2 separate regions of the Columba livia genome follow, and region 1 is linked to region 2. A link is a contact called in public Hi-C data. All regions are on one chromosome and are shown on one strand. The core of a region is the stretch at or near the end of the contact, and the rest is flanking DNA. Distances in the headings are between cores, read along the strand shown.

Region 1 (6,787 bases), core at 3,141-5,640, 160 kb before region 2:
TGAATGTCTCCAGAGAAGGAGACTCCACAACCCCCCTGGGCAGCCTGTTCCAGTGCTCTGTCACCCTCACCATGAAGAAGTTTCTTCTCAAATTTAAATGTAACCTCCTGTGTTCCAGTTTATACCCATTGCCCATATGGAACATGTGGGGTTCGAGATGAAGAATCAGAGCAGCAGAGAGCATTTGAGACGCTCGGTAGTTTGCACATGCAGAGGCATAATAACGTTGTGGGGTTTTCTGTTCCTTTCCCAGTCATTCCTAAAACACAACTAGCTTTTCTCGACTGTTCCTGGGCACTGCGATACGTTTTCACAGGAGCCCACACTAAATCTGCAAGATCTCCCTCGCGAAGCCAAGGGCTCGGGGGAGCGGCCCAGTCCCACCATTGCACAGAGGGTCTCCCGCAGCGCGGGGCCGGCCCCGCTCACACGCGGCTCGGGCGGGGAAGGCCCCTCCTGCCGCGCAGGCCCGGGGGGCAACCGAGGTAGCGCCCGCGCCGGCCGCTGGGTGTCGCCCCAGCCCGGCAGCGCGGGCGGTGGTGCCGCCCCTCCCCTGCCCTCCCACCGCGGGCCCCGGGCCCCGGCTGCTGACCGCGGCTCCCTTGCGGCTGGGCTGAGCAGCAGGGCCAGCGGGAGCACCGCTCTAACGCTTGTGAGACACTCCTCCAGCATCCCGCCCCGGGGGCCAGTGGGGTGGGGGCAGTGGCTGCGGAAGGTTTTGTGCTGGACTCGCTGCATCCGTGGTTGAGGGACTGGAGATACCTGACAATTGGTCCCTACCCATGTAGCAACTCTGACATCGCTTGTTGGCCCATATTTGTGATGTGTACAGAGAGATATCACAGCTCCAGGACACCTTTAGTAGCTCTTGGATCCACTGAAGTTACTGCACATGATCCACAGACCCGAGTGTAGTTATTCATCATTTCTGGAGGGGGCTGTTGTTTATAACAGGTCATCTTCTACGATGTTCTTCAGCGGCTCCGGGTCTGTTGACCAAGTGTTCACCATTCACTGGCTATGTCAGTGTGCAGTATCTATGCCTCTCTCTCCCCCTCAGCCCCAATAAATCCTTTTATAGTCTTTTTTTTTTTTTTTAGCTTAAGAGGCATGCAATATAAATGCCAACAAATGCAGGCTGAGAATTAAGGCCAGGGAGATGGGAACACCTCATGATTTTATATTTGCACAAAAAAAAAAAAAAAAAAAAGAAAAAAGGAAAAAAAGTGGTTTTTTGGCATCACCAGCAGCTATTGTTACCTGACACAGAACAAGATCAAAAATGAGCCTCTTGGCTTATCAGCGGGCATATACTGTATGGCCACTTAAGCTAGATCAGGCGTGAGAAGTTTCCAGACTGGAAAACATGGGAGAGAGAACAATGAGATCTTGGGGTATCTGATGGCAGAGAGTGAAGGTTGTGCTTCACTACAGCTTTGTGTTTGTTCTGCAGAAAAGGGTGCACTTCGGAGTGGAGATGTAGCATGGATATATTGTTAACTATCTTTGTCTTTTCTTCCCACAGTGTCTTGGGTTGTGTTGCATATGTAACACAAACATCTTTATCTCCTGCAGCGCATTACTATTCCACTTAGGTTTGCACAGAATTGGCTGCCCAACTAAACTGATTTGTTCAATTATCGCCTTTGAGATTCTAGATTAGCTACAGCCATCAAAAATCCTCTGTAAGAAAACAACATAATCAAATAGAGATGGGTACTGGCCTACAGCAGGTGAAGCTTTTATTTATTTGAGTGTCCACTTAAACTCCACATTAAACAAAGATATGGCAGCTAGGTTGTACCTTTACACCAGGAAAGACCTACAGGGAGATTGGATGGTTTCTTTCAGCTGAAGAGTTTGCACCAAAATTTCCATTCCAGCAGGGCTTGATAAATAGAAATTACCTACTTTGCCAAACACAAAAGCAAAAGAGATTTGATCTCTGGGAAGGAACCAGATGCAACCTTCCATCCTACTATGTAGTCTGATGCAATTAAAATACTAGCAAAAAACTGGCAGTGCTAGTGAAAATTTTAATTCTCCAAATACACATATAAGCAGGGTGGTGGAGGGATGCAGTTGTGGTTTGTATTGTTGCTGGGTCTCTCTGAGCATTCTCAGACCAATAAAGCTTTTCTAAGCTTGGCAGCAGCATTTATCCCCGTGCTGAGAATTCAGGGATAAACTGTGGTAGATACTGAGCATGGGCAGTCTGGATGCACCTGTGAAATGTTGCAGAAGGAAATGGTTCGGCCAGCATAAATTAAAGCAGCTCTGAGACTCATCTAACATACCTCAGGAATTCAGCCTGCCAGCACAAAATGAGACAGTGCAGAAAGCTGCCTAAACACAACCTCTGCATCTTCCCTGGCTTGTGAGAGTGACACAGACAAGTGACATTGTCAGATCTCTTCAATATTAGAAACAAACTAACACTGTTTAAGTAACATGTTTTGAAAACACGGCACGCACACCGGAGTATTTCGTGCGTTAGTTAGCTTAGATGAACCTTTGGATCTCTTGCAGGTGAAATCATTTTTTTATTGTGGATCTCATCCAGCAGAATGAGACTCAATTCATACTGATTTCCTCGGCACCACCACGTCACTTAAACCAACATATCGCTGCATGTAAAAAGACATCCCTAGTTAGAATCTCTGGAAATCTCAGAGTAAATATAAAGACTAATGTTATATGCCAAACTACCTCAGCTTGTTCATGTCGAAGATTTTTGACCTGTCTAGCTGAACTGGCCTAAAGGTTTTTGGCTTTATTTTCAAAGGAGAAATCTCGTGGGCTACTGAAGTGGGTACACTGATGCTAGTCTTCATCTTTGAAACTTGCATCAATAGTTCTTTGTTACAGTGGCCTCCCATCCATATAATGAGCATATCAAATGGTGTTCAGCATATATCAGTGGACATATACCTTATGCAAAGCAGCATTCTGCAGCCATGCACAAAATCAAGCATCATGGGACTGGGAACATGCCATGCACAATGTACTGACATGCCTAAGCCTCCTGTCCATTCATTCGCTGAGTAAAACCTCACTCGATCTGTCAAAACAACATCACAGAATCTAAAGATATGATGAAGTGAATGTTTGCATGGACAAAATTTAACTTTTTCAGCATGAGATAGCAGATTCAGGTCGACTAACTGAGACTAATGTTTTTTATAAGACACTGGAAAACGTCAAGATCATCATGGACATCTCAGTTCTTGAAAATGTATGTTATAGTTATTCTTTCCTTCTTATGTGGGTGAGTCCTTGTCTATCAATAATACTGAAGCTATTTCATAGTTTCTTAATCCAGAGAGGCCAGCCAAAGGATTGCATCCTGAATTTGACTGACCAGAAGAATGCAATCAACCCATAGCTCATTCCTTGCCAAGCTGTTCCTTGCAGGCCACTGAGGTGGCAGCTGGACCCACACTGCAGGCTGGACAGATTGCTCTGGTAGCCTTCTCTGTTCCAGATACTTCATGAGGATCTTAATTCCTTCACTGACATGCTGTTAGCTGTGTATCTCTCAAGGGACAAATATGCTATCTTTCACAGCCTCATGGGAAGTGGGTATCTGATCAAGTCCCAGGAGGACAAGGAAATAACGTCCTGCCATGTAACCTTATTCACAGGATCCTCCTTTCAGGAAACTGAGTACATGCATTCCTTGATGGTCTATATTTGCATTTGGGGTCACAGGATACAGTGATCATTTGACAGAGAACGTCTCCAGAATATGGCCCTCCATAAGGGACTGAGACCAGGTCCAGTCATGATCTTCCCCCAGTGAGGGAAGATGAAACCATTTCAACTGTCCTCTTTGCCAGTGGTTCCTCCCCACCTCATCTTTGTGGAGCTGGTATGGGAGCAGTTACACTGGGTACACGTGCGGAGAAGTCCAAGCAGGGCAGTTAGAATCAGAGGTTTATCACTGCTGTATAACTTACAGCAGAACTACGAGCCCTCCCCTCGAGTCACTGTGAGGACACTGATGGTGTCGATGGACTATCTGCTGGCTTCTCAGTGTGCAAGTGTCTAAGGAGGACCCAGCAGTGAAATTGCTTCTTTCCCGGGGAGCTGCGCCTTCGCCTGCTTTTCCTCCCTTTCCACCTAGCAGAGGGCGCTCCGCTCTCAGAAATGGGTCCTCAGCACATTCCTGGGATGAGAGCTTAACCACTGGAAGGAAAAAGTCCTGCACAGACACACCCTACGAGATTTAAAAAAGAATAAATAAAATAAAATAAAAGCTCGAAACAAACTGCGCGCTGATACAGAGCTCGATGAAGCCCTTGAAGGCGTGCAGGCAGCGGGCTGGGGAGAGAGCGGGAGGCCGCGGGCAGCCATGGTGCCGGGCGCCCGGCCGGCGGCAGCGCTGCCGCCCAGCGCTGCCCTTGCCCCGGTCCCGGACCACCGGGCGGTCCGGTGCCGCTGCCACTGCATTGTGCTGCGCGGTGGAAAAGCCACAATGCGAGCTGCTCTCTGGGGGGGTGGAGACAGACACAGGCGGAGTCAGGGCTTAAATTCTTGAACCTTTCACATCCTTTCTGTAATTTGAAACATACTTGTTCCCATTCCAGACGCCCCCCCCCCCCCCCCTTTTTTTTTTAATTCCTTCCTTGAGGCTGTGGAAATATGTTCAGAAAAAAAAAATAGAGGGAGAAAAGGAAAGAAAGGAAAGAAAGGAAAGAAAGGAAAGAAAGGAAGGGAGGGAGGGAGGAAGGAAGGGAGGGAAGGAGGGAAGGAAGGAGGGAAGGAAGGAGGGAGGGAAGGAAGGAAGGAAGGAAGGAAGGAAGGAGGGAGGGAGGGAGGGAAGGAAGGAAGGAAGGGAAGGAAGGGAAGGAAGGAAGGAAGAAAGGAAGGAAGGGAAGGAAGGGAAGGGAAGGGAAGGGAAGGGAAGGGAAGGGAAGGGAAGGGAAGGGAAGGGAAGGGAAGGGAAGGGAAGGGAAGGGAAGGGAAGGGAAGGGAAGGGAAGGGAAGGGAAGGGAAGGGAAGGGAAGGGAAGGGAAGGGAAGGGAAGGGAAGGGAAGGGAAGGAAAGGAAAGGAAAGGAAAGGAAAGGAAAGGAAAGGAAAGGAAAGGAAAGGAAAGGAAAGGAAAGGAAAGGAAAGGAAAGGAAAGGAAAGGAAAGGAAAGGAAAGGAAAGGAAAGGAAAACAAGCCTTATCAGAGGCTCCAAAACAAAACAGAGAAACGTGAGAGCGTGGCCCTCCCAGCACAACTGCTTGCGGGCTCAGATTTCTCTTCAGAGGGGTCATGGCTGCTGCAGTCACGGGTTTGGAAGGCAGCTGGTCCTGCCTGCAACAAGGCGAAAAAAATACCGTCTCTTCTGGAAATGGCAATGATCTCCTTTTGCCTTGTAAGCTCTTGGTGTTCAGAGCAGAGGAGGCCATTTGCAAAACGCTTGGGGCACGAGTTTGTGCCCTTACAGTTCCTGGTCATCTTCAGCGGGTAATTCTTCCTCCCCACTCCAAGAGCCTTCCACCCCGCTCCCAGCTGGCCTGGGAGGGAAGGAACATAGCATGTCCCTCTCCTGTGCCCTGCAAATCACACAGCTACAAGCACTCCCATTTACCTCCTTCCACAAGACGGGCAGGAAGACAGTTCCCATATTTAAGGTGGTGTGTACATATATGGGAGAGGAAAACTGGCTAATGCGCACTCTGAATGATTTCTACCGTCCCTGATCACCCCAAAAGGCATGGAGCTGCATGGAGTGCTCTCATGCGTCAGCCAAGCCATCACTGCCCACTGCTTTCCACTGGGTAAACCACAGCAGGTGACTCTGCTGGTGCAGCAGGGCTTTTTGTTTGCCTTGTGTAAGGAAGTAACAATTGCCAGCAGCACTGAACACCCCCACAAGCCAAAAGTGACCTGAAGCTCTTGAGTTCCAAACAAGCAGTTGCAGCGCAGATGCCTTGCCAAGGCTGGGCCAAGCAGTGCTGAAGCAGGTCTGCTAAGTTGACAGAAGGAACACCTACCCCTCTCCCATCCACTCAATGACTCACACCCTGCTCTTTCAATCCAGAAAAACATGCATGAGAGGAGAAGCTTTCATGTTTTGTTGCCATTATCATAGGTCTCAATTGTGCTAGTGTGGTATCATGCTGTTTACATGTGTATGCATATGGATGGGTGTGAGCAACCCGTACAGAAGGCGTGAGGTTTTCCAGGAGAGACTCAAGTGGTCACATGTGCATCACCTGAAGCAGCTGGATCACTGTCTCACCAGGAGGCTCCTCTGCACATGTGGGAGAAGTCATCCAGAGGGAAGCGCAGTCCGTGGGCACAGGACATAGCCCTGACATGCTGTACTCCTCCCCTGTCACCACCACTGCTCTGCACAGCTGGAGCAAGTTAGGGAACTTGCAGCGGATTTCTGTTTCCTTGGATGTATAGCTAGAGAAAAAGAAGGAGCAGGACCCTGGAAGACAGAGATGGGGCAGATACATCTATTTTTTTGGAAAGGACAGTGTGGCGTTTCATGGTTTCCTTATAGCTAGGTTGTGCCTTTCAGCCACGTGCCCCATGTGGGATGGCAGCTAGGTTATGCCCACCAGGGAGCCACTCCCCTTAACCCAGCTCCTGGCACTACAAGTCACCACACTGATACTTTGCAGATTAGCAGGAAACTCCACAAAGCTCAGGTGTACTTAAATATTTCACGTCACACAGCACATGCTATTCTGGCTGCATGCAGCACTGCAGCATTTGAGCTCCCTCTGAGGACATAAAGCATCCTTATAGCTTAGCTGTCTTTATCCAGACACCCTCAAGACA
Region 2 (6,853 bases), core at 1,099-3,598:
TTGTTTAGTAACCACATAAGACCTATTATTTAACTGCATCATTGGATAAATACTTGCTTTTGTCCCTCTTAAGCCATGAAAGATGGTTTCTGCGTCTTTTCCTGGAAGAACAGATCCAGCATTTATTTATTTATTTATTTATTTTTTAATCAAAGCGTGGAAATACCTAAACTGAATAAACATGCAGTCATACTTCACCCATATTCCTTTCACTCTTCTCTTGTTCTATGACCAGAATAAACAGCAAATTGAACAAAAAGCTTATACTTATTTGACAAAATGCTCGCCTTTAGGATAAACAAATAAACCACAGTACAACATATGAAAAAAGGAAAACATCCTGTTGCCACTGGCAGTAATCACTGAAAGTGCACAGTAAACGAGACCTTATATCAATGAAGAATCAAATGAAAAGAACAGGGAGAGAAGGGACAACGACAGAAATATTAAAATCACAAAAAAGGCATATTTTGGAGCAGGGAGAATTCAGGTGATACTGCTCGATTTAAAACTAACTTTTAATTCGACCGAATTCAGGGAGAATTTAGTTGTTAAGATTTATTTGAAACAGAGGTTTACCTGGACTACCCAAGAAATCTTATCTATTAACCAGTACAGTATTTCAGTTCTCCTACCTGCCACCCCTCCGACGAAGGTCTTGTATCACACAGTCCAAATTTGTTCTGAACCACCTGAACTGAAAGGCTGGTTGTCTGTCCCAAATACAGATTGCTCACTCTCTGATGAGCTGTTTTCAGTGAGCACCCACATGTACTTCACATCGTGAGAAATCTGGTCTCTGTGGAGATCAGTAAGGGTTGTTTCTGGGGATAAGGCAACCAGGACCATGCCTGAGCAAATATCATGATGCAACAGCATTCTTAGCATGCTTTCCTCAAAACCCAAACCTCCTGAACAGTAAGGAATCCAAATCCGTAGTCTATAGATCACACATCTTTCGGTACTGTTTAGATGTAACTCGGAGCCAACTCTGGTATTTAAATACTCAAAAATACATCTTAAGAGTGTCACTAGCGTTATCTCGCAGCACTTCGGATTAACAGCACTGGAATCCCTTCTGTGTCACATTCTCAAAGTGACAGTGCCTGTTCACATCATACCAGACATTTCTGTTCTGCATTTGACAGGTTACTTACGAGAATATGCTGAGACTAAAGGTCCTTCTCTTTTTCACTAAGGAATTTATTAAATCATGTTGATCCTTTTCATCAGCGTGTTTCAGGTGTTTTAACAAGACCATGACAACAATGAAAGTATTTAATCCATTTCTGTTCAGGGAATTCAATGTGTCTTTGCTTCATACAGCCTTTTTGATTTTCTCTAATGAAATGGCTTTCATGTCCAAATGCAAAATATTCTGACAGACTTGTAGTTGCCAGTCATATTTATGCAGTTCTCAGAACAAGAATAGCTATTCTAGGCATATTCTTTGAACCAGAGGATTCACTTCCTCCTACTTATTTGCCTTTGGTTTATATGTAGTTCATAGAAAGCAAATCCATGTATTTCTTTCACTATCTCATATTTACCCACTACATAGAAGGGTATTCTTTACTCATGACAGCTCCTCCTTTGTCCTATTTTCCCTCTTTGAGACAAGTTTAAAGCTTTTGGACCTCTTTGGTGCTGCCTTTCTCATTTTATAAGTGGCTGCTAGTGATTTGTTTTGGTTTCTTTTGCTGTTATCTCTCATTCTTGGCAAGAAGCTCTACAAAATGGTCCTCTTTTGCACAGTTATTTGCGAAGTCCAGCACCATCTCAAACTCCTGGCTCTCATCACCATGTCTGATCCCCTCAGAAGTCCAGGCCAGGCATTAAACAGCTTCAAGCTCTTGCACACTTGCCTGGCCACAGAGCACAAGGCCAACAGGAGCGCACTCACACCCTTTTTCAGTGAAGATGCTCCTTTCTGACATGTCCCTCACAGTCGTGGTGGGACGGGTCTCAAAAGGTCTTCTAGAGCCAATATGCTGGCAAGCCCTTTTCCCTGACGGGCCCTGTGTGCATCCATGGCCCCTCGCACACCTACAGCAGCCTTCTCCCTCCTCGCGCCAATCACCACAGCACTCGAGGGCCTGCGGCAATGGCTGCTGTGCCGAGCCTGCCCCTGGTGTCCCCGAGAAGCCCTTGCCCTTCCACCTCCGCCCCCTGCGAGGCGCCCAGGCCCCTGCCCCAGGACGCCACCTGGGGCCTCCGCCCAGCGCAGCGCGAGGAATCACACGCAGCAACGGCCGCAACGGCCGCCTGCGCGCGCAGCCCAAGCGCACGCGCGTTGCAAGCACCCCGCCCCCAGCAGGCGCGCGGCGGCGGCGCGGGCGGCTCTGCTGTGCGCATGTGCGGCCAGGAGGCCTAGCAGCAAGTTTCCTCTTCCGGGGCGGGCCTGTCCGGGCGGGGAGCGAGGTTCGTGTTCCAGGGTAGGGCGCCGCGCATGCGCGGCCCGGTGCGGTTGGAGCCGTGGCGGCCCGCAGCCAGGTGAGGGGTGGCCCGGCCCGGGAGCCGGTGGCCGTGAGGCGCTGGTGGCAGCTGTGGGACTCTCGGGCACCGCCGGGGCCTGCTTCTCCTCGCCGTGTGGCGGCTCGGGCCCCACAATCGGGTGGCTCAGCCCGGCTGCGCGGGGGCCGCTCCTCACGCCGGGCCCGCTGCGAGGGCACCCCGGCCGGGCGGCTGTGCTCCGGAGCTCCCTGCCGCCCGGGTCTGGCGTGTGGGCGAAGCGCCGGGCAGGCGGTCGGGCGGGGTCAGCTCTCGCCGGTGCGGCCAGAGGGAGGGCCCTGGGCGTCGGGGTTGGCGGCAGAGCACCTGCCTGCCGGGCCGGGGGCAGAGCACCTGCCTGCCGGGCTGAGGCGCGTCTTGGCCCCGCGGGGAAGCCGAAGGGGTCCCACGCCCGCGTCTCGATAGAGTGGCGCTTCTGGTTTGTTTACTTTCGGTTGTGGTTCTGTTGGTATTGGTTTGTTGTTTGCGGGTTTTATTTGTTTTCCATGAGCGAAGAGAAAAAGATGTGCCAGCCCACCCATCCCAAAGGTTCCATTGATGCAAGGCTGGCAGATGGTGTGTTCTTAGTTTACTTATTTCTAGCCTTTCTTCTGTTTCTAGTTCTGCTTTTTTTTGGAGATTAGCATCAATACATATTGCTTTCTTTAAAAATACATTTGTTTAGAAAGGGATGAGTAACAAAAGTATGGATTGGGACTTAAACCTCATTTTCTGTTCCAGGGATAGCATCTACCTTGCTCTTATGTAGTTATGTTTGTTCCACGCCTGTTAGCAGGTCAACAGGTGTGACTATAGATGGAAAATAAAAGTTATGCAAATAGCTACTGAGGAAATTCTCTTCTGATGACAATTATTTTGTCTTTCTTGTAGTTACAGAGAGAGTCACCCTACCATCTCAGCACTGTTGTCTGGCTTACAGAATTCATTACTGGAGGTGCTAAGGCTCAAGATCTCGGAGCAGAATTCTAACAGTCAGTTGTCAGGACCTTAAGAAGAAACTTGCCTTTCAGGGTAGACTATTCCAGGATGTCTGCTACAATGTCATTTGAAGTAGCTTGCACTGGATACTGCCACCAGTGAGCTGCTGCCCTGCCCATGATGCAGACTCCTGAGTAATTTAAATATACAGTTCTAACATGAGACACAGCTTTAAAGAGTTGCTTTATAGGAAAATTATTTTTACAAATAATATTAGACGTAATTTCTCCACTTCATTGTGTCATTTTTCTGTTTGTCAAACTCTACCTTCTTTAAGGGAAGCATAAACTTTGCTCAATCTTGCTAGATCCTGCCTACCCTCAGGAAGCAGCTGAACCTTGTGACAAGTATGTAGTGTGGGAGGCCATAATGTAACTACACATTTTTGTGATTGTCATAGCTTTTAGTTTCAGCCTTCCAGTGTTCTCATTCTGTGTGTGGGAAGAAGATGGCATTTCTAAGGCCATGTCTCCTCTAGGAGTGCATTGCAGGTACAGTATGTGTTGCACTTGGAGCAGTATGGGTTTCTTTAGCCCCAGCTTGTTCTCTGATCGCTTACTTGAATTTATTTTTCTCTGATGACTTACTTTTGAGGGTGAAACAAACTGTATTAATGAAACCACAGCTTTGCAGATTCAGCTGTATTTGTTGTATTGGCTTCACCTAGTACAACTGACTTGTTTTGGGATTCAGCCCCTGGAATAGTGAAGTTTTTAGAAGATAAAAGTAGCTTTTAATTATTGGGGGGAAAAAATAAAGTTGTTTATGAGTAGCTTTTAGTTTATCTTGTTTTGGGGGGAGGCTGAGAAACATGCCTTGGTTTTCTATCTGAGTTTCATTCTTTGAATAATTTGAGATATTTCTGTTTTGAAAGTCTCCAGTTAGCTCACTGGCAGTGTGAAAAGAGATACACAACTATCCCACTTGACTCAGAGGGGCATTGATTTAATTACAGATAACAACTTATACTTTCTATCTGATGTTTTGTCTTCGTTACTCATGTTGCTGAACTTTGTAGAATTGGGCACTACATTTTTAGCAGGTCAAGAAATTACGTTCCTATTTCCCAAGTTTTGTGTGCACAGTAAGGAATTATTACATTGTCTGACAGAATTTATACCATAGTTAGAAAGTACTTATGCGTTGTCCTGTCCAGATGAATCTACCTTATACTTTACTTAGTCATTTTAAGTATGAAATTACTCTACTTCAGGTAATTTGGTAATATTGGCTGACCCATGTCCTGTATTCGGACTTGCTCAGGTCCTGGAGAAAGGAGCTGAATGAGATGGGTGCATTCTGCCACCTCAGCTGCATCCCTGTCTTCAGTACTTCTGTAATACCTTTGATTTATTGATGGTATTCACAGCACTAGTAATTTTTTTTTTTTTTTTGAAGTAAAATACCTGTTTTACATTTCTGCTTCAAATAATTTCTTTCTTCCTTCATGTGCCGTAGGTTTTCTGGCATCTTTTAACCTACCCTAAAAGACTCAATAGTCATGCCTAGTATGATGTTGTTTTCTTGTAGTTGGTGCAGGGGACTGAAAGATTGGATCATAGAAACTTTCCTGAAACTTAAAAAATCAGCCTAAGGCAGATATAAAATTTCAGTTCAGAAGATTCTACAAAGCAAAATGTCAGTTGATGCAAAGAGTTGTTTCCTGTCTTTTCTGCTCTGCAATGTGTTATTAAACATGCATAGTTTAGAGAGTTTTTCAGGGAGTAAATTGGTTTTATTGGCAAGCCTTTGATAACTCAAATGTGTGATGAACATAGCAAATGTGAAGCTGGAAGTTTAATAGAATTCTACAGATTGCTTAACAGGTGCAGCAAACCTTTGATAACCAGATTTCCATAAGGATGAACGTGGCCTTCTTTGTTATTTTATACTGATGGAATTTTCTTTAGACTCAGAGAAATTATCTTTTTATTCTGAACTATTTTTTAGTTGCCCAATGGAAAAGGCGTTAAAAACTGCCTGCAGCACTATGGAAGCATGGAGACAAAATAGTCATCTATTGAGACCCTCGAGGAACTACTGGAGGAAGTGATGGAAATGAAGAGCTTGAACCATCGCTTCAACATGGCGGCAGCTGAATCTGACAAAGATTCTGGATATTCAGGTTTAGAAAACTACTACGTTACCTTTTTTTGCTGTTATCTTCCTCAGACTTTGCTTTTATTGATGATGTTTGACAAATCTGACTCTGGCTCTTACAGTTTATGTCTCCTTACCTGGGGGCCCTTTGTATGCAGGACAGGTTGCATCTGCAAACATCCCACCATCAAACGTTTTTGGAGTAGAGCTTTATGTAGTTATAAAGTTCATCATGTGAATTTGAGTGGTGTGGTAATTTAAAATTATGAAATTAACTGAAGAATCTTAGACTTCAAAGTCTAGAAGTGGGGATGGCAAAATCAGTTTTTCTTCTTTGCGGTGATGAATGAACTGTTGGATTATGCGGTTTAATGTCTCTTACCATTTGACCAGATTGTTAGTAGAGCCTGATAAAACAGAGAGTAATTGTAAAATGTAAACACGGTGTGGTATTTTTATAGTCAACACAGGTGTGCAAAGATTGTCTTTAAAAGAAAGAAAATGCTTTTGTGAGAGATACCTGCCTTATTGGGTTTGTACATAGAGGGTTTCAAGACACAAAATGCCTGCAACACAGACAGCAGCTGTTGCAATGCTGGAGCTTGTAGTTCTTTCCTGCACCAGCTTTTAGAGCTATCTTCATGGTAGTGTGAGTCCCTTAAAGACTAAATACAAAAGTACAAAAGGCAATAGGTTTTTTTGGAGACAATGTTTGCGTGAGAACTGGCCTGAAATATAAAGCCTTTTATTAAAGGCTATTTGACAGCTGTCACAGCAGGTCTAATTTTATTGGTATTCCAGAATGAAACTTTGTTGTTCTTTGTGGCGTGGTTGAAAGGAAGCAGAATATTGGAAATGAAAGGAGTTAACAAGGATGCTGCATATGAAACAACTAACAGCTGAATTCTGCATCTGGCAGATGGAAGTTCAGAGTGCCCAAGTGCTATGGAGCAGACTGACTCGGAGGACGTGCTGAATGCGTTGTGTTGGAACACAGAGGATGGGACTTGTCAGTGCCCAGTGACTACAAGCAACTCCTTTCCTGCACTTTCTCCTATGGTCGTAATGAAAAATGTGTTAGTTAAGCAGGTAGGGACGAAGTAATATGTTGAAAAATATTGCATGTTCTTAAATCGTTGTTTTGGTTTGGTTTTTTTTAACATGTTTTTCCTTTCAAGAAGATATTGCAAAGTTGTTGCAATCCAGAAAGTAACTGGTAACTTGAAAAGTACTATTGCGACAGCCTGGTTTTTTGAGGGGGAGC

Evidence for each region. A called contact is a pair of places that touch in the nucleus more often than the background predicts.
Region 1: a contact with region 2 is called in a Hi-C map of crop, with 5 times the contacts expected there. The contact joins the enhancer-like site here to the promoter of CIPC in region 2. A contact is called at or near these places in 2 of 2 Hi-C or Micro-C datasets (crop and liver).

The regions. Positions count from the first base shown.
Region 1 is chr5:24,550,369-24,557,155 of bColLiv1.pat.W.v2, reverse strand. No RefSeq gene overlaps it. Among named protein-coding and RNA genes, the nearest start is that of LRRC74A, 23 kb to the left of the region's middle. Within about 2 kb of position 4,390, at least 3 of the 3 cell types and tissues checked have an H3K27ac peak away from gene starts, as active enhancers do.
Region 2 is chr5:24,389,769-24,396,621 of bColLiv1.pat.W.v2, reverse strand. It overlaps CIPC (CLOCK interacting pacemaker), which reads left to right and starts at 2,348. Exons shown (of 4, transcript XM_065063825.1): 1 at 2,348-2,421; 2 at 5,440-5,614; 3 at 6,509-6,678. The coding sequence starts at 5,542.